Regions from separate parts of the Sus scrofa genome. Here region 1 is linked to region 2. Evidence: chromatin contacts called from public HiChIP or PLAC-seq data. All regions are on one chromosome and are shown on one strand. Each heading gives the region's core, a stretch centred on a gene start, on an enhancer-like site or on the middle of the called end of the contact. The rest is flanking DNA. Distances are from core to core; before and after follow the strand shown. Region 1 overlaps RHOBTB1 (rho-related BTB domain-containing protein 1). Region 2 has its middle 61 kb from the start of CDK1.

Region 1 (5,660 bases), core at 2,538-5,037, 130 kb after region 2:
ATGGGATTGCATTCTCTGTAGCCTTTTGGGCAGTGCTGGAAGCTTGGTTACCCATACTGCTTGGTATTGGCTGGTGGTGCATTGCTTACCTCCTCTAATACCCTTGAACTTGATGGTACAGTTTTGGGAAGATGATGAACCCATCATGGTCACAGTGCTGAGAGCAGGACTGTGGAGTTTTTTTCAAACTTCTTTCTATAGCTCTTCCTTATCTTTCTTCACTTGGGGTTGGGTTTGTGGGTAGGTAAGAGTCACTTACTTTGTCCTGTGCCCAGAGTCAAGTGTGTTTTATTCAGGCCTTCTTTTGCTTCCAACCCGTCAACCAACCACAGGAACAAGAGGGGTAGCTGTCTCTTTCAGAAAGCCATGGCCTACCAGAATTACTTCACTTGTTCCTCTGTTAATGTTTGGAAGGCATTATGCCATGCCATGCAAGTTATACTTTATTTGTCTTTTTAGGGCCACACCTGCAGCATATGGAGGTTCCCAGGCCAGGGGTCCAGTCGGAGCTGTAGCCGCCGGCCTATGCCACAGCCACAGCAACGCCAGATCCGAGCCATGTCTGCGACCTACACCACAGCTCATGGCAATGCCGGATCCTTAACCCACTGAAGGAGCCCAGGGATCGAACCCACAACCTCATGGTTCCTAGTCAGATTCTTTAACCACTGAGCCACAACAGGAACTCCTATTTTTTATTTATTAATTTTTTTTACTTGCGGTATACAGCAGCTTGATGCGGGATCTCAGTCCCCAGACCAGGGATTGAACCCGGTGCAGTGGTGACAACATGGAATCTTAGCTGCTAGACCACCAGAGAACTCTTCTGCAAGTTACACTTTAAATAGAGAGTTCATGTCCCACATCATTTGGAACATGTAGAAAACTCAGGTTCAATGAAAACATGTAACAGTGAGGCAAAAGTCAGAACAGAATGACCGGACAGTTTTAGAATAGAAAAATTGGGAAGTGAAAGCCTAGTCTAGAACTGTAGCAGCACTGGGAAGAAAGTGCTTTTCCGGCAGGCAGTGTGGCCTCACACTTGGACAAACCTGGGTATCCCCGGCTCTACTGGTCACTAGCTGTGTGATACTAGATGCGTTACTGAGACTTGCTGGGGCTCTGCTTCCCTGTCGCTGAAAATGAGACCTGTGCTTGGAGTACACTGCCTGGCACATGAGAACAGCACCATTGTGCATATGTTACATCTGCACACACATAGGCTGCTTTGGATAATCAAATGAACACAATGAGGTTGTAAATACAGCCTCACTAGAATGTCACTTAGATCTAGCCTCAGAACGTGGAGACCTTGCTTGAGAATGAGCTTAGCTATGTGACCTAGCTATGTGACCTTGGGACCAACCCCCCCCCTCCCCAGCTCTCCACTTAGAAATGTCTGGAATGGACTTAACTATGCCCACCTAGGATCTGTGTAAAGTTTAAACTCATTGCTGTGTGTGGAAATGCTTTTAATAAAGCTATAAATTTTAAGTAAGAGAAGCTATTCTATTAATGCATTATTGCAATGCTGTTAGTGTAGTGATTGTTGACAATATTTTTAAAGGAGCTGGCCATTTTTCTGCACCTGAGATCCAACAGTAGGATGGTCATGAGTAGAGACTTTCAAAATGAGCCACATGGTAGAAAATGTCTCCTGATTCATTATATGTGGGTAGTGATCTGTAGTTCTTTTTCGAGCCAGCATTAAAATCATCTGGCTGTCTCTGACCTTCAGTAATCCTTCCCAATAGAAAAAGAGACACTTCTCTACAGCAGATAATATATCAAAATACACACCATGGTTATATTTTTCTTTTCACTCTAAGCACACAGAAATGGCAGAGGAGAGAGGAATAAATAATGTTTAACAGTAGCCGTTTTATAGAATCATCTCAAATGTACAAATGCAAAATAAAGTCAGGAGACCAAATTCTGTCCTATACCTACTCTTTATACAAACTTTTTAAAAAAACCTTTTAGGAGAAATTTCCACATCCTCAGAAAGAAGCACATTATATAGTGTTTCCCGCCCCTGCCCCTACCCCCAAGGTCTACTATAAATGTCTAGGTCTTTTTCAAACAGTCATAATTTTCTATTTTCTCCTAAGGAAGTTTTCCACTTGACAAGTACTTAGAGGCTTCTCTGTCCTTTGGTAAAAGTTTAAGGTTATTTACTGCAGCCCTGGAAATAACAGTTGGCTTAGACAGTTCTGGCCAAAGAGAAATGATTTCAAAAACGCTATGGTTTCTGGTCTACTTGTAAACAATTTGACTCCTTCCTGGGTTGGTCCCGGCTCCTCAACCTAACCAGTACACTGACAATGCTTAGTTTCTGCTGTGTTCTCTCTCCAAAGCATTATCACTTAACTCTCCATAGTTTCAGTGTACAAATGTGTCATTCCTAATCTAGAGTTAGAGCATCATAAATGATTACCAGCCACATTGTTAGGACTGAAAGTCCATTTTCTGATGTTTCAGTGAAGCCTTGACCATAGAGCAGCCCATGGCTGCAGATGTGATGGCAGAAGTCCCCCAGAAGTATTGCAAATATGTGTTAATTTCCAGCCAAAGCTGGCTGCATAAACAAGCAGTCATATAAACCACATCATTTGGTTTGACCCAAAGTTATGGCAAGAATGTTCTCAGACCCACTCACTGGTGCACAGGTAGACCGTTTTTGTTACCTTCTGTTCCGTACAGAAAACCCAAATGGCTCAGCAAATAGTGTCTGAAGTATAATTCTGACACTGTTAGTCTTTTGCTTCCCAGACTTAATGTTTGCATCTTGCTCCCAATTTCATGAGACAAAAGTGAATGAAGAAATTGAATCAGCAAATAATCTGAATACAATACAAAAAAAAAAAAACCAAAAAACAAATCCCAGAAGATAAATTCACAAGCATGAGAAGAAGCTTTTAGGGTAGCCTTGCAAATAGGCTCTTTTGAAATTTGCACCCTTCGCAAAAAAATGTCTATGAGCAGAATAAAATATTTAAACAAGCAACATTAACTGAAAAAGAAAACCTCAGCATTAGAAAAGCGCACACTCAGGCTCTCCCCTCATCTTTACGAAGCTTCCCATGGTTCGTCATCACCTTTTAAATAGAGAATTATGTGTTCTCTTAGACCAGGCAAGGATTTCAGACCCATGGGCCTCGTTAAAAAAAAATTCAAAACATGGATCAAAGGAGCAGATATTTTTTTAATGGCACATTGCTACTAGTTGGGTTCATTCCTGTGTCATCCTTCTCTGGATGATGTGATTTAGCATCGCTTGCTTAATCATAAGCTTCCCGCAATAGATTCTTTGTTCGACATGTTACCAAATGTAGAATGTAGGTAACTCCTAAGTGAATGAATGAATGAACACGTAGACATGCAGTAATACTATGGATTGTCGCAAAACCACTAGAGGAGGAAACATTGATTTCTTTGCCTTGACCCATCTTATTTTGTCCCCCAACTGTCTCATTGGCACCCTTTATTCCAAAATGCATGAAACATGCATAAAAAGGACCAACAAGGATGGGTTGGTGTGTGTGAAGTGACATGCCCAAACATAAAACAGTCTTCATATCCTGTTTTTTACTTTCACTCTCTGTGAAAATATACTTCATGCAGTGTTCTTTTCTAATGTCTAATGATTTTGCTAGTTGGGTACGCAGAAACAGACATATCACTGGCAGCTCCTTCACAGAAGGCGGACCTGTGCGAGGTGGTAAAGGGACCTGAGTAAAGGTTGTCAACAGAGAGGGAGAGATTAACAGGGAATCCTTTCCGGTGTTTTGGGCTACCGCTGCCCTCTAGAGGACACATGGAAAATAAGCACAGTCTCTCAAGCTTCTCCTAGAAATTTAAGACCTTGGAAAATCATCTTGTTTGTCTAAATTTATTAAGAAAGGCTTAATGAAAAATTAAAATTACTTCAAGGATAGCTGTATTATCCTAAACTGTCTTTACATTGCATATTATTCTAGGGTCACTTAATTTAGATTCACTCTCAGGAGATAAAAGTTTCTTTATTTTGTCTATCCTAACTTTCTTGCAAAATTTTAAACATGTTATTTCTTGTCCTGTGAGGGAACAGCTGCTTACTATGACTAATGTGTTAGTCACTGTTTATACTTGTAGCTTTTAATGCACCAGAAACCAGAAACCCCAGCTCCTTCAATCTTTCTTTATGAATTCAGTTTGTACAGAAAAAAATAGGCAAAAATTTCCAAAATTGCCAAACTGTTACTTATTTCTAGGCAAAGGAAGCTTCACTAATTTTAAGGGAAGAGCAAAAATCAGCTCGTGATTTTTACATCGGAGATGTGACATAATATCATCAAATCATTCAACCTTCTTTATGTAAAACTTGAAAAATTAGGGATAATATCTTTTATAATCCTACTTCATAGGCAGAAATTGATTTCCTTTCTAAATCTTACAGGAGAATTTAAATAATTAATACTAAAATGAAGCATTTGGAAATAAATATTCTGCCTGAGGAGAAAACTTCATGACTTTAGGGTGATGTTACATAAACTTACTTATAAAAATTCTATTTGTTCATCCATTTAACATTTGTTGAATATTAAATTACTCAAAAGATACTATCTTTAGAAAAAATACGATAATAGCGGGGGACTTTAATACCCCACCTACAGCAATGGACAGATCATCCAGACAGAAAATCAATAAGGAAACACAGGCCCTAAATGAAGCATTAGACCAGATGGACTAAATAGATATTTATAGGACACTCCATCCAAAAGCAGCAGAATACACATTATTCTCAAGTGCACACGGAACATTCTCTAAAATTGTTCATATCCTAGGCTACAAATCAAGCCTCGGTAACTTAAAGAAAATTGAAATCATATCAAGCATCTTTTCTGACCACAACACTGTACAACTGGAAATAAACAACAAGAAAAAAACTGCAAAAACCACAAACACGTGGAGACTAAACAACATGCTACTAAACAACCAATGGATCACTAAAGAAATCAAAGAGGAAATTAAAAAATACCTAGAAGCAAATGACAACAAAGATACAACACTCCAAAACCTATGGGATGCAGCAAAAGCACTTCTAAGAGGGAAGATTATAGCAATACAAGCCCACCTCAGGAAACAAGAAAAAGCTCAAGTAAACAACCTAACTTTACATCTAAAGCAGCTCGAGAGAGAAGAACAGACAAGACCTAAAGTTGGCAGAAGGAAAGAAATCAAAAAGATCAGAGTAGAAATCAATGAAATAGAAAGGAAGAAAACCATAGAAAAGATCAATGCAGTGAAAAGCTGGTTCTTTTGAAAAGATCAACAAAATTGATAAACCTTAGCCAAACATATCAAGAAAAAGAGAGGACTCAAAGCAATAAAATTAGAAATGAAAAAGGAGACAGTACAGAAGACATTACAGAAATACAAAGGATCGTAAGAGACTGTTACCTGCAACTATATGCCAATAAAACCGAAAACCTAGATGAAACGGACAAATTCTTAGAAAGGTACAATCTTCCAAGACTGAACCAAGATGAAATAGAAAAGATGAACAGACCAATCACAAGTATTGAAATTACAACTGGGATTAAAAAACTTCCAACAAACAAAAGTCCAGGACCAGATGGCTTCAGAGGAGAATTCGATCAAACATTTAGAGAAGAGCT
Region 2 (5,395 bases), core at 1,251-3,750:
TATATTTTGTCTAAAGCTTACTAAACTTGAATCTTTTCTTGGAATAGTAACAGGGAAATCCAGCTCTGTAATCTGCACACCTCACTGACATTCTGTTAATAGTGTTTGGTACCATCTGCTAGTGGTTTTGTGAGTAAGTGGAATCTTACCTCCCTTTGTTTTCCTGGAAGGCCAGGATTTGAACTTCGTTGGAATGGTTTCAACCCAGAGCCCAAAGCAAGGCTGTGCCCTGGAGATTTATTAGCAGGTAAAATGAAGAAATATGCTCTAGAACACAGCTCACTTATAATGTCAGAGATAACAATTCAAGGTTATGGACTGTGTCCATGTTACTTATCAGGTACTGTCCAGGTACCATAAGGACACAAGATGAATAGGATACAGTCCTTGCTCAGGGGTGCTTGCTGCTTACAAACTGTATTATGCTACCTTAAGCAGGTAGCATTAATTAGTAAAGCATGGTAAATGTGAGACAGTAGGTAGGAATAAAGACTTCGGCAAGTTGAGGAGGGCTGTCCAGATTCAAAGGCTTTGGTCAAATCTTATAATAAGGCCCTCTGAGTTTCTGTAAGCTAGGTTAGCAAAGTGGATTTTTGCATAAAATATCCAGATTTTTAAAATGTCATCAATTTATTTAAAGTTTTTGAAAAACATTGTGACTTCGAATCAAACAAAAAAATTCCACTGAATCATAGTGGGCCACATATATGCAACTTCTGTCTTTGAGAAACAGTCCTGTTGAATGACAAAGCACTTAAAAATATATCTAATTGTAAAGTAATATGATAATATTTTTCTTGGGTTTATTGGAAATATTAAATAAAATATAAAGTCCTTGGCAAAATGACAGCTACTAATTGTTATAAATTAGCAGTTAAAAATTCATGTGCTAGAGATAGAAGTAATTGGAGAATGGAGTTACAAATTTTTAGGGAAAAGCCAGAATTTCCCTGAGCACTGTTTTTTGTTTTGGGGGCTTTTTTGTTTTGTTTTGTTTTCCAGCCCTATCTGTGGCATGCAGAAGTTCCTGGGCCAGGGATTGAACCTGTGCCACAGCAGTGACAATGCAGAATCCTTAACTGCCAGGCCATTAGGAAACTCTTCCCTGAACATTGTTTTCATAACAGCTTTATTGAGAGATAATTCACAATATAATTTACTCATTTAAAGTGCACCATTCAATGACTTTTAGTGTATTCACAGAGTTGTGCAACCACCACATGCATCAGTCAGTTTAAGAATAGTTTCATTACTCATCACAAGTAACTCACTTCCCATTTCCCCCAGTCCTTCTATTCCTAGGCATCCACTAATACACTTTCTGTCTCTGTAGATTACCTATGCAGGCCATTTAATGTAAATGGAATCTTACAATATATGGTCCTTTGTGTCTGGTATCTTTCAGTTAGCATAACATTTTCAAGATTCGTCCATGTTGTAGCATGTGTTAGTACTTCATTCTTTTTATTTTTTAAATTTTTATTTTATTTTATTTTATTTTTTAATTTTGTCTTTTTTTGGGGGGCGGAGGGCAGACCTGCAGCATATGCAGTTTCCCGGGCTAGGAGTCAAATTAGAGCTGAAGCTGCTGGCCTATGTCACGGCCACAGCAACTCGGGATTCAAGCTGTGTCTGAGACCTACATCACAGCTCATGGTAATGACGGATCCTTAACCTGCTGAGCAAGGCTGGGGATAGAACCTGTGTCCTCGTGGATGCTAGTCAGATTCATTTCCGCTGAGCCATGACGGGAACTCTCCTCTTTCCTTTTTAGTACCAAATAATATTCCGTTGTATGGATACATTCCATTTAGTTTATCAGTTGATGGACAATTGGGTTGTTCTCACTATTTGTCTCTAATGCATAAAGCTGCTACGGGAGTTCCTATTGTAGCTTAGCAGGGTAAGGACCCAACATTGTCTCCGTGGGATGTGGGTTTGATATCTGACCTTGCTCAGTGGGTTAAGGATCCAGCGTTGCTGCAAGTTGCAGCATACATCAGTTGCAGATGCAGCTCCAATCTGGTGTTGCTCTGGCTATGGCATAGCCACATCTGCAGCTCTGATACAGCCAGGCATTTCCATGTGCCAGGCAGGTCCAGCTGTAAAAAGAAAAAAACCTGCTGTGAACATTCATGTATGAGTTTTTGTGTGGACATGTGTTCATTTGTGTATTTTCCTGGGAGTGGAATTGCATGGATATGCATTATTTTGAAGGATTAGAGTTTTAGGTTGAAGGGGCAGGGAGGGTCAGAGGAGGGAGGAAGAAGGGATAAGAACTGGGAGAATATTTTGCATTTTGAGCCAAACCATGGATGTATAAAATAGAAAGGCATATGCACTTTAAGCAGTTCTATATGGAAAAAGTGGTGATAAATAAGGCTAAAGAATAAAGAGTAATTTAGGCCTTGAAGGGGCTCTTTGGTCTGTCCTTTCTTCTAAAGATACTTGAGAGCCCCTGAATGACTTGAAGCAAGGCAGGGACAAGCACTCTGGAGGTCACGTGGAGGATGGATTCAGTTTCACAGCTGGGAGCCTAACGGGCAGGCAGTTCTGGTCAACAGGTTGCTAGACTTTCACTCTTCAAACTCTCCATGTGAAATATTTGGACTGGCTCCTTGCAATCAAAATAATGTAATATGAATTTGTGATATGTGATATATTCATACAATGATTGAGGGAGTTTTTAAGATAAACCATTTTGCTATCTTGAAAGACAGTGAGAAATTGGGTGAGGTTTGTTTACACTGGAACCAAAATATGTTGGATTAAAATTTTTTAAAGTGAGTGTGCCAATTTGCTTAGATTCTTTCTTCCCCCCTGCAGTAAGACATGTTCATTTTAGCCAATACAAAGTATACCAGAATTGTGATTGAAATGGAGAAGATGACTCATGATTTGAACTTGAATCCTCTGAAACTAACATCCCTTCTACCCAGGTCATTCTTAAAAATAGGATATTCAGAAGGTGCTCCTTGTTTATGCTAGGTTTAAAGACAAGAACCTGAATTGAGATATTGTCATTCACAATGAATATTTTTTGTGTCCCTGTGCTATGGGAATTATTGGACATTATGAATAATGCTGTTATGTATTTCCTCTTTCAGAGCAGAAAATATCAGACTAGGATTGATTGAGTTTTATTTGGTATGTTTTCCAGCCCTTTTGCAGTGAAGGGCCTTCAGAAATAATATATCTCTGTGCTGATTCCAAATTGAATATAAGTCTGACTATTAAAACAGCTTGTAGCTGCTTTTTAATTTCCTTATTCACTTGGTAAACAGCAGAAGTGGAGCAAATATGAAAGGATTTGGAAAAGTTGTATAAAGGCTCCTGGCTTCATTTTCTAGCATTTAATTTATTGGATTTGCTTTTTCCTTTTGGAATTGAAATACAAGTTGGAAGTTTAAAAAGCTTTCAGATGTATTCAGTCAACAAATATTTATTGAATACCTACCATGTGTCAGATGCTGTGAGAGGTTAGGTGGGTAAGGAGACTAAGACAAAGTTCCCTTTAAAGGTTTTATGACCTACTGGAGAAGATGAGAAAGATATACTAATGGCTCAAATTATTTAACCCTAAAATTTCTTCATCTGTAAAATCAATGTGTTTGTAGAGTAAGTAGCGAGAGTTAAATAAGATAATACATGCAGCAATTAGAACAACTTGGCATAGAGTGACTTCTCAGTAACGAGTATTCTTATAGAGCAGAACTTCTCAGCTCCCAAAGTACTAACATTATGAATCAAAAAGAGAGAAAAAGAAATCATGCAACTTCTCCCAAACATGTTTGACTATAGGACACTTTTTTTTTTCTTTTTCTTTCTTTCTTTCTTTCTTTCTTTCTTTTTTTTTTTTTGCCAGAGCATTTCAAGGAGCTAGTGTTCTTTTTTCTTTCTTTCTTTCTTTTTTTTCTTTTTAGGGCTGCACTCGTGGCATATGGAAGTTCCCAGGCTAGGGGTCAAATTGGAGTTATAGCTGCTGGCCTATACCACAGACACAGCAATACTGGATCCAAGACAAATCTGTGACCTACATCACAGCTCACGGCAATGCTGGATCTGTAACCCACTGAGCAAGGTCAGGGATTGAACCTTCGTCCTCATGGATCCTAGTTGGGTTTGTTAACTGCTGAGCACGAAGGGAACTCCTTTTTTAATGGCTGCACCTGAAAGTCATTAAATGGAAGTTCCTGGTCCAGGGATTGAATTCGAGCTGCAGCTGAAACCCATGCCACAGCTACAGCAATGACTGATCCTTAACCTGCTGTGCCACAATGGAAACTCCCTCAAGGAGCTGGTGTTCCAGGGAACCTATTTTGAAAACCCTGGGATAGGGAGATTGGAGGTTAAAAAAAAAAAAAGACAGCTCTTGGCTGGGCCTTGTAAGATGGGCATGACTATGTCAAATAAAGACGGGGTACGGGATATTCCAGAGAGAGAAAAGCAAAAGCAAAAAACCAAGGGTCCTTTTAATTGAGGGCAGCAAAAAAATCTTCTGTAGAAGATATATTTAGTCAAAGAGAATAAATGAATTTAGTGACGGAAAGAATAAAAGCCACCGTGATAATTGTGGACAGCTACTGTTTTGACCTGCCAGAACACATTCCCCTGCTTCAGGAAAGAGCATCAGAATTTTCCTGGGGGATGGAGTTCCCTTTGTGGCACAGCGGAAACAAATCTGACTAGGAACCATGCAGTTGCGGGTTCGATCCCTGGCCTTGCTCAGTGGGTTAAGGATCCTGCGTTGCTGTGGCTGTGGTGTAGGCCAGCAGCTGTAGCTCCAATCAGACCCCTAGGCTGGGAACATCCATGTGCCTCGGTTCAGCCCTAAAAATAAATAAAAAAAAAAAAAAAAAAAGAATTTTCCTGGGGGAAACACCAGAGGTGGGTATGCTGTAAAACTACTGAAGCTGACGCCTCCAAGCCTCTCATGTGCATGTCTGTATCTTTCCATCCTGACTTTCCTCATTCACACTTCCCTTTGTCTTCAGCCCTTCTATTTTTGAGTCCAGTTAAGGGGAAGTTGAGTTGGAAGTACATTTTGTTTGTGTTTCAATGGGTAAATTTATGTGGCTCATAGTCACTTGATTAGAGTTCAGTGTTTGTGGCATCCTAATGTGATTCCTGAACACTCACTACTGACCAGGGTGGTGACTGATCTGGTACGACAAGAGGACATTGATAGCAAACTGGTTAATGAACATTGGCAATGTGAAGAGTATTTAAGATGAGTCAGATACAGTCAAGAAAAAGGGCAATATCTCTAAATCATCCAGCTCATTTGTAGGAGAAGCTTGAGAGGAGTCCCAAATTTGGCAATGATAATAATATAATAATAATTTAGCATAAAATATAGGGGTTCCTGCTGTGGCACATTGGATTAAATATCTGA

What was found. HiChIP or PLAC-seq counts read pairs in DNA pulled down with a chosen protein or histone mark.
Region 1: an H3K27ac HiChIP or PLAC-seq map of alveolar macrophages shows a contact between it and region 2. The contact joins two enhancer-like sites. A contact is called at or near these places in 1 of 5 promoter capture datasets (fetal liver), 13 of 47 Hi-C or Micro-C datasets (alveolar macrophages, blood, brain and 7 more) and 2 of 2 datasets of contacts at active chromatin or transcription factors (alveolar macrophages and skeletal muscle).

The regions. Positions count from the first base shown.
Region 1 is chr14:64,416,949-64,422,608 of Sscrofa11.1, forward strand. All of the region lies in intron 2 of RHOBTB1 (rho-related BTB domain-containing protein 1), which reads right to left. Among named protein-coding and RNA genes, the nearest start is that of RHOBTB1, 46 kb to the right of the region's middle. Within about 2 kb of position 3,788, at least 25 of the 83 cell types and tissues checked have an H3K27ac peak or open chromatin away from gene starts, as enhancers often do. A contact at or near this core is called in alveolar macrophages and skeletal muscle, where this site is marked.
Region 2 is chr14:64,292,236-64,297,630 of Sscrofa11.1, forward strand. No RefSeq gene overlaps it. Among named protein-coding and RNA genes, the nearest start is that of CDK1, 61 kb to the left of the region's middle. Within about 2 kb of position 2,501, at least 4 of the 83 cell types and tissues checked have an H3K27ac peak or open chromatin away from gene starts, as enhancers often do. A contact at or near this core is called in alveolar macrophages and skeletal muscle, where this site is marked.